3 separate regions of the Mus musculus genome follow, and regions 1 and 2 are each linked to region 3. Evidence: chromatin contacts called from public HiChIP or PLAC-seq data. All regions are on one chromosome and are shown on one strand. The core of a region is the stretch at or near the end of the contact, and the rest is flanking DNA. Distances in the headings are between cores, read along the strand shown. Region 1 overlaps Rtkn2 (rhotekin 2). Region 2 has its middle 6.0 kb from the start of Gm32748. Region 3 overlaps Arid5b (AT rich interactive domain 5B (MRF1-like)).

Region 1 (3,158 bases), core at 191-2,690, 140 kb before region 3:
TTGACCGCAGTAATTTTCAGAATTAATCCTTTTTCAATTTTTTAATTAGATTTTCTTTTTTTTGAGTGAGGGCTGATGTCGGTTATTGATATTGCCCGTTAAAAGTCATATTCATTCAGTAATCACATTGGCGTCATTTCCATAGAAGGTAATTTCCATGGCAACTAATCACAGTGACCCAAACAGGATTATAAATTGAATAGGGGGGATAACTAGCAAGAGAATGAATATCTTAAGTGGACAAAAAGAAAAACCCACTTTTTATAATAACCCCTTTTGTAAACAAGAACAGCGGAACGGTTTTAAAATGTCATCATAATTTCCAAGCAAAACTTCCCAGAGGGTATTAAAACAGTCCTGAACAGACCAGGACCTCCCAAGCCCTAACGGGCACCACAAACCATCACACTGAAGGAAGGAGGCTCCAGGCTGCTGAGCTCTGTCCATCTGGATGGGAACTACATCTGTGTAAAGTGGCCAACAAAGGTATTGATCGGACCAACCCATTCATCGCTTTTAGGGGATAGTTTGTCTGTTTTGTCTTGTTTTTGTTTCTCATTTCTGCACAGTGCTCCTCTAACTAACAGGTAATATGTACACTATTGCTTGCCCAGGACCCCCAGTAAAAAAGGGGAACCCGAGAGCAGCGACAAAGGGCCCTCTGTGAAGGCAGAAGGCAGAAGCTGTGTGGAGACTCCTACAGCCATGGAAACTTGAAGAATAGGTGGCCGTGGTTTTGTTTTTGTTTTAATCTAACAGGGTCTCAAAAGTTTTGGTGGTAATTGCCATTTCTTTCTTTTTAATACTTACTTTATGTATTTAAGTACACCATAGCTGTCTTCAGACACACCAGAAGAGGGCATCAGATCCCATTACAGATGGTCATGAGCCACCATGTGGTTGTTGGGAACTGAACTCAGCACCTCTGGAAGAGCAAGTCCTGAGCCATCTCTCCAGCCCCAGTAAAGTTGTATTTTTTGCTTGAAAATGCCTCTGTTAGCCCTCACCGATATCTTCAACAATGCCCATGAACTTTTGATGCAACCTCTTTTTTTTTTTTTTTTTTTTTAATTAAAAGATGCTGCTGGCAAAATTGCTTCTGATTCCTGGCACCCAAGTGCCCCCGTCCCTCCCCGCTGTGCCCCTCACTTACTGTGTTCCTCTATTGCAGGCCGGGATTTAAATTCACCAGCCACTTCTGATTTCGTGTGCAAGTTGCCGCTGGAAGAATTTAGGGTGTGTGTGTGTGTGTGTGTGTGTGTGTGTGTGTGTGTGTGTATGTATGTATGTGTTCCTGGAGACACTCTGGAGGAGTTGTGTTCTCAGAGGGCAGCTTTGCACCAGGTCTGAAACCAGCCTCCTTCCCAGAGCCTCATGGTGAGTGAAGCTCTGCCCAACCCCCACCAGTTCCTGGAGGTTCCTCTCTGTATCACTCTGCTCATCAAATGCTAGGTCACGCCCACCCCGCACAACAAAAGAAGTTAGGACAGGCTTGTCCTTCTCTCTCTTACTCCCCTCCTTCTAACCCTTTCCACCTTCCTTCCCTCTTGTCTCACGTTCCTTCACAACTTAAAAATATCCGGAGATACTGACTTAAAAGCTTCCAAGGAATTTTTAAGAAGTTTTCCCTCATTTGCTGAACTAGAACGCAGAGCGGAGGGATGCGTGATAGGAAAGGTGAGGCAGCTTTGTGTGAGCAGGTCGTCCTCCAGTGTCCTTCCGAATCATTTCTTCGCTAACAGATCTTGATAACATTTAAAATTGGAGAAACTTAATAGAAAAAAATCCCAGATATTTCATATTAAGGTGCTTTCCATGACGGAGAGATAACGTCTCTGGCAGTTGCACTTACACCTCTAGGTCTGTGCTATAAATTACAAACAGCAATTTCCTTATTTTGACATCTTTCGAAGAGAAAGAACACCCTTTTAAACGTAAATACACACTTCTCAAGCTAAAATCCATCCGAAACACCAAGCACGGCCCGCGCTTGCTGATTTCACAGGTTTTTAACTGTCTGCACTGTTCCACACACAACTTTCAAGCAGATATGGCTGTGTGTAGAAAACCACACATTCCTTATCAATATTTGTCTCTGCCTTTTAGGAGAAAATCTCCCTCACTTAGCACTGTTCATTAAAAATCAATAGGAACGGTCTCTTAGAGACCACCGGTGCAAGGTAGGTAGGCAATGCTGGCAAGTCTTCCCTTTAGATACCTCGGCCACCTACTGTGAAGTTAATTAATTCAGTCCAAATTGAAATTATAGGGGCATTTGGAGTAGTTTGTGTTCAATGCCATTTAAATGCAATCGCCTGTGCAACTCAGCAGGGGCAGCCATGTTAGAGATGCTGCAGATGCCTGGAGCAAGGGGGGAAGAAAGAGGCTTCTTGCAGTGAATTGTATCTCCGAGCCAGAACTTTCCGGAACTCATTGGTTCGTTCAAGAGTGCGTTGGTGGGTAGCAGTTAAGGTGCAATTAATGACCATTTACATTCTGGCAGTTGTCTTCTCTGTCCTGTGCAGTTTCAACGGCATTTCTAGATGGGCGGGGATGGCGTTTCCCTTTAATCTCAGTACTGGGGAGGCAGAGGCAGGCAGATCTCTGGGTTTGAGGCCAGCCTGGTCTATGGAGCGAGTTCTAGGACAGCTACACCAACAAACATGTCTTGAAAAGCTAAAAAAAAAAAAAGCATTTCTATTTTTTTTAATTTTTATTGAGAGACTCTTTCTGTCTCTGTCTGGGTATATGTGCGCACACACACACACACACACACACACACACGCATGCATGCATATGTATACACACCCATGCAAACATGTGTGCCCATGGATGCCAGAAGAGGTCCTTGGACCTCGCGGAACTGAATCACAGGTGAGCCTCTCTCAGAATCCATGCAAAAGAACTCCTCTGCAGGAGCAGCCAGTGCTCTTAACCACTGTACCATTATCTATCCAGCCTGAAATATATGTCAACTACTTTATTGCTAAGAATAGTTCTATGAACACTGTTGTTATAGATTGTGTTATTTTTCCAGGTAACCACGCGGAGGAAAATACTTTTGAGCTTTTTTTAAAGGACTTTTATTTTTATTTTTAAGTGTTACTTATTTGTTTATGTATAAGGTGTATATGCCACAGCCCACATAGGAAGTCAGG
Region 2 (2,771 bases), core at 92-2,591, 170 kb after region 3:
CAACCACTTGGTGGTTCACAGCCACCTGTAATGGGATCTGATGCTCTCTTTTGGTGTGTCGGTAGACAGCAACAGTCTACTCACAAACATAAGATAAATAAATAAATCTTTAAAAAAACCCAAAAAACAAAACAAAACAAAACAAAAAACCCTGCTATGGTTGACCTCTGGGCTAGCTCTCCTGCTGGTGTTCTCCTTGCAAGCCTCCTGGGAGCTAGCATCCATTCATAGCTTAGGAATCTGGAAGGTTTCTCTCCAGTCCTTGACAGGCTTTTGCTTTTCTATTATCTAAGCCCATTGATGAATCCAAACTATTGCTCACAGTTGCTGCTTAGGCCCCAGAGTCCGGCTCAGCACAATTATTTATTGCTTTATTGATGTGTGAGTTATTGCTCTGTTAAGTAGCGTAGGGTGTTTAATTGTGTGAAAGGGAAGTGCAAAAGCAGCCGTTGAAAGCCAGAGCACGAGAGTCTGGATACCTGATTTCTGACAATGTGTCACAAAACAGCTTGAAAACACATAGGCGCACAGAAGACGGACCTCGTTCCGAAGTTTAATGAGTTGCCGGCTCAGGCAACTGCCTCACCACTTTGTGGCCCAGGCACAAGCAATGACCTCCGTGTGTTTTCAAGGAAAGAGACGTTTCTTGGCGCTCACACATATTTTCTTTTCATCGCTAATGATGGAAATGGAGCCTGTGACAGAGACCAAAGCTAGAGGGAGGAAAAATGCCTCCCGTAGGAACAGGGGCACCTGGCATGACTTGGGCTGCTCTGTGGAATCTCCGCTCCTCCTGGTTGGCGTTCAACTTCTCCCACTCCAAAGGTCAGCCTTGTGACTCCAGTAGCTGCTTTCAAAGGCAGCGCCATCAGTGGATTGGTGGGATACCCGCTTCAGCTGTGTGTGTGTGTGTGTGTGTGTGTGTGTGTGTGTGTGTGTGTGTGTGTGCGCGCGCGCGCGCGCGCGCGCGCGCATAAATGCAGTGTCAGAGATCAAGCACCGGTGTATTGGTGTATTATTCTTCAGGAACCCCTACCCCCACATTTGTGAGATAATTCCCACTCCCCCCACCCCACTGGCCCGGAACTTGCCAAGTAGGCTAAGGTAGAAGCCACTCATCTCTGCTTCCTCAGTACTGAGAACACAAATGCCTGCAACCACATCTGCCATTTTTAATGGAGGTCTTGAAACTTGAACTCAGGTGGGTCTTCATGCTTACAAGGCTGACAATTAACCACCCCCCGCCCCCTGGGCCACGTTCCCGGTCCCTACGCATCCCTGCTTTGCAGTGCATCCCGTTCCTGCCGGAGTGCATGAATCCCCTAGTGTGTTACCAATGGGTTCAATGTGGCAGCGGCCACAGGGAAGCAGGAGCTGCGTTTGTGTTAGAGGAGCCTCTTTATTGCTGAATGCGAAGGCTGACCTGACGAGGCAAAACAAACTTCTGTGAGTTTGATTCTGCCTGCTGGAGATTTTCAATTTGTGCTCAGAGCAATCTAGGCACGCACACGCTAAAGATAAGCAACCATACCCCCGGTGAACTAAGTGGAAGCAGGCTTTAGTCAAAACACCTGGACTGAGGCCTTGTGGGAAACGTCTCCGGAGGGAGACCCAGTATCCCATCCGCCCAGTTTCCAGGGAGCTCAGCCCTTCTTCCTTTAGATAGAGCATCCCAGTACTCCCCTGACCCTTTACTCCTCTAACACAATCAGGCATCCCACTATAGATTTATTTAGGAAAGGGAAATGCTATTATTTTTCTAGTCCCCTACAAAATCGAGAACAAATGTTCTTATCACAGAGATATATATGTCTGGATGTCTACCTAAATAATTTGTATCATGGGTTTGGATATAGCACAAGACTCTCAACTTAGAGTGAGAAAAAGCTAAAATCCTGCTGTGGACATTCTTCAGTTCTATGACCCTGGAAGTGCCCCTTAATTTCTCCGGACCTAACTTCCTGATTTATAAATAGAACAGAATACTAGCCATAGCAACAGCTTGCTGTGGACTTCAGTGAGACAATGGCCAGAAAAAAAGAAAAACAAAAAACAAAAAAACAATGCAGCCCTATATCAAACCCATGATGAATGAAAAACCATCAATATTCATTTTTTCCCCCAGAAAATACATGCAACACTTCCTGCTTTTAGAGAATTAGAAAGGCAGAGATTACATTTGATATCTGGTCTACTCTTTTAACACTTACGAAGTAATGGATTTTTAAATAAAATATTTTGTTTACCAAGAATACAATTTTTACTAACATACACTTTCTAAGAAATTTTAAAAATCAAACTTGAGGAATTGAAATCATATGCCTTGTGCAATTATATATCCAACTTTAAGTCCTGTTCTATCACAACCAGGCTCGTTTTGGAGAGTTCCTCTTATTTTAAAATCTAAGTCTGTTCTCAAGCATTCCTAAGAAGTAAGTTTGCTAAAGTGCATCAAAACAAATGCAGCTTACAATACTGAAAAGAGTGTGTTTGGCCCATGTGGTAGGGGCTGTGTAAGGAGAAGTGAGTGGGGGTGGGGGTAGGGATACCAAGCTTTGAGGACATGGAAATTGGCACATCCTGGTGGGTGAGCATGGCCTAAAATCAAAACTATAGCCTTTGAAGGTCAGCTCCTCCACTTATCAGCTTAAACCTGACCTGCAGAGGGTTCTGCGATGCTTCTGAGCTCTGGCTTTGCTAAAGATTCTAAACTATCTGGGAGTGAATGTCATAGCTTAAGGGAGGCATTCAGCCACTCCGTGGGGGGAATA
Region 3 (2,873 bases), core at 239-2,738:
ATCAGTTACTTTCTAGATGAAATACTAGGTCAAGGGTTAGTCAACACAGACAGCCTCTTCCTTCTGGGGTAAAGGTGAATTTATCACACCCGTGAGTCCTAACTGGTTAGTAACTCTCTGAGTCCTCCCGGCTACAAAAACCATCCGAGTTGTTTTAAGATATCCTTTTAAGTTCTCCCAAAAGAAAAAGACAAGAGCTAGTTCTCAGCATTCCTTAAGACCTGACTCTAAATCAATTCATAGCAGCAAGATAAAATATCTTTTCCTGAATCCCTAAGTGGGTTGGGATCCAGGCTACCAGTCCCTCTGACCAGGGTGGTCCCCTCTCAAGCCCCCTTCCTACCCACAGCCCAGTGGGTGGAGCCCACGTGTTAAATCATTACGTGGGATGCGTCAGATGCGCCTCTACCCACAGACTTACAGGGATTTGCTTCGCTATCAGAATGTAAACATTTTCTTTTGCCTCTTGTCTGAGAGCACAGAGCAGAAGGGTGACTTGCTACAACTGTACTCTAGGGATAAACAGACTCCAGGAAAGTTCCAGGAGGGCACAGAGGGGGTTCCTGAAGGTGGAGGCCTTCTGTGCAACAGCTGCATGCCTGAAGCCCTCTTTTCCTAATCACTTTCAATTAAAGACAAATGACTGCTTTATTGTCCTTTGGGAGATGGTGACCACCAGAGACGGTGAACTCCCAAACGTGGAGCAAAACCATTTGATCATCAGAATCCACTGTGACCAAGAAATGTGACCATGAAAGCCACTTTACTAAGAGGGGGTGGGTGGTGGGGGAAGCAAAAACAGTTTACTTGCAAATTTCCATAATCCTTAAGACAACAACTGCCTTCCCTTCATTTCCAGCAAAGCATGTGATCAGATCACGTGATCTGGGGGCGGGGAAGAGGCAGCTTCTGATTCATAATGACTTTGCATGTTTTGAATTGCTTTCCACCCAAATTCAAGGCTTCATCCAGGCAGTGGCAGTGGCACACCTTTAAGCCCAGCACTTGGGAGGCAGAGGCAGGTGGATCTCTGAGTTTGAGACCAGGTTAGTTTACAGAGTGAGTTTGCGCACAGCCTGGAAAAACCAAAAAATAAGTACGTGAATAATAAATAATTTTAAAATTTTTAAAAATTAAAATAATAATAAAAAAAAATCAAGGTTCGTTACCTCTCCTACTCTGTCTTTTCCCTTTGCTCTTAATTCTTTTGGCTGTAACATCACCATTGCAACTAACAGGAAATGGGAAAGGGCAAAGCTCAATTCAGAAGACTCTTGAAAGTATCAGAAGTATCTGAGTCTTTAAAGACTCAGAAGAGTATCTTTAAAACAGCCTGTGAGCTGTGGACAACTACACACACCGTCATTCCCTCGGGAAGCCCCCAGGAGCTCTAGGAATCGGATTCCCTTAGGATTCAGAGAGCAAGCACAATGATGTCCCATGAACGCACGCACACTGTCTAACCTGAGATTCCTGCAGAAGCAGGTTGGTTTCACATGTGTGAAGTGTGAGCAAGCCAGATTCAACAGAGGCACACACAGTGGAGCAGATGAATACAGCCTGAGACTGATCCTCACTCCAACCTTCATCTGTTATCTGTTATCTGTTAGGAAGATACTGGTCTACTGATCCCTGGTGTGTGCGTGTGCGTGCGTGCGTGTGTGTGTGTGTGTGTGTGTGTGTGTGTGTGTGTGTGTGTGTGTGTGTGTGTGTGTGTGTAACAGCAGTGACTTATTCTGAACCTGGTAAGACGGCTGGGAATGCCAGTTTTTAAGGATGGAACACGTAAGGGACCTCATGGCAATTGCTGTAGCGAATCAGATGGTTGAGCCCCGATCACATGATCTCTTTGCGATCACGTGATCTCTTTGCAGGTGCGCCTTAGCACTCTCTTTACCTCAGTGTGTAGCCCTTTCCCACACGCCATCCCCAGTGGAACGTCTGCCTAAGCATAAATGCAGCCAAGGTTTTCTCCCTATAGGCCAGAGCTCATGGTGTCTACACAAGGACCAAATACCTAATGACAGCCCATGTCATCTCTTTGTCCCACACACAGTTGACCAAAGCCACGCTTCACCCTGCCCCATACTCTTGTCCAGAAACACACAAGATACCTAAACTGACAAAAAACTTTAAAAAAGCGCGACTTCTGCTTCTTACGTCTCGGCAATTCAAAACACACATGCGCACGCAAGCATTTTACACAAAATCTTTTATGTAAAAGTGAACCACGTCAAAAGACATTTAGTCCTCCCTACTCTTAAATACTGTCTCCACAGTATTGGGGTAAATGGGGCTACCTTTGCAGTCCTCTGTTGAAAGCTAGCGCCTCATTCCTGTGTTGTTCTGGGTGCGCCTCTGTTTGAAATTAGTTGGTCCACCCTTCACACATGTGAAATCAATTGACGTGATGGTATTGTAAACACTGCTCATTACAAAGTGCTGGACCTTTTATGGTTCTAACAGCAAAGGACAGACAAAATGTTTGCCCCACCCCCACCCAGTGGTTTGCCTCTATAGCACACACAATATAAATGCCAGAGTGCCATTTAACAAAACAGAACTCATTACATAACCAGGTAAGAGACAGAAGGGGAGCTGTTGGGAAAATGTCTGTGAGGGACACAGGACAGTGGAAGCAGCAACCATGCTTATGGGAAAGATTTTTCAGAAGAAAACAAAATGCTATTTTCTTCACGCTCCCCGTTGTTGTTGTTGTTGTTAAAAATCCCATTTCCTAATTGCATGTGCGATACAATGAATTTTCATAATGCTTCAATGGGGAGTCTAACGTGTTGTTGTTTTTTTTAAATAGTCAATTATCTTGTGCTAAGAAAGCACAGGGCAGCGGTAGAGCTGTGTCACCAACAAGA

Evidence for each region. HiChIP or PLAC-seq counts read pairs in DNA pulled down with a chosen protein or histone mark.
Region 1: an H3K27ac HiChIP or PLAC-seq map of embryonic stem cells shows a contact between it and region 3, with 9 read pairs. The contact joins two enhancer-like sites. A contact is called at or near these places in 1 of 484 Hi-C or Micro-C datasets (embryonic stem cells), 1 of 115 datasets of contacts at active chromatin or transcription factors (embryonic stem cells) and 2 of 9 other capture datasets (adipose tissue and pancreatic islet).
Region 2: a contact with region 3 is called in an H3K27ac HiChIP or PLAC-seq map of embryonic stem cells, with 8 read pairs. The contact joins two enhancer-like sites. A contact is called at or near these places in 7 of 484 Hi-C or Micro-C datasets (embryonic stem cells, myocytes, nephron progenitors and 1 more) and 2 of 115 datasets of contacts at active chromatin or transcription factors (embryonic stem cells and pancreatic cancer cells).

What each region holds. Positions count from the first base shown.
Region 1 is chr10:68,042,776-68,045,933 of GRCm38.p6, forward strand. Rtkn2 (rhotekin 2) reads left to right here. Exons shown (of 12, transcript NM_001359319.1): 12 at 1-1,089. Among named protein-coding and RNA genes, the nearest start is that of Rtkn2, 65 kb to the left of the region's middle. Within about 2 kb of position 1,441, at least 37 of the 459 cell types and tissues checked have an H3K27ac peak or open chromatin away from gene starts, as enhancers often do. A contact at or near this core is called in embryonic stem cells, where this site is marked.
Region 2 is chr10:68,344,805-68,347,575 of GRCm38.p6, forward strand. No RefSeq gene overlaps it. Among named protein-coding and RNA genes, the nearest start is that of Gm32748, 6.0 kb to the left of the region's middle. Within about 2 kb of position 1,342, at least 15 of the 459 cell types and tissues checked have an H3K27ac peak or open chromatin away from gene starts, as enhancers often do. A contact at or near this core is called in embryonic stem cells, where this site is marked.
Region 3 is chr10:68,179,468-68,182,340 of GRCm38.p6, forward strand. All of the region lies in intron 4 of Arid5b (AT rich interactive domain 5B (MRF1-like)), which reads right to left. All of the region lies in intron 1 of Gm51770 (a long non-coding RNA gene), which reads left to right. Among named protein-coding and RNA genes, the nearest start is that of Gm51770, 30 kb to the left of the region's middle. Within about 2 kb of position 1,489, at least 38 of the 459 cell types and tissues checked have an H3K27ac peak or open chromatin away from gene starts, as enhancers often do. A contact at or near this core is called in embryonic stem cells, where this site is marked.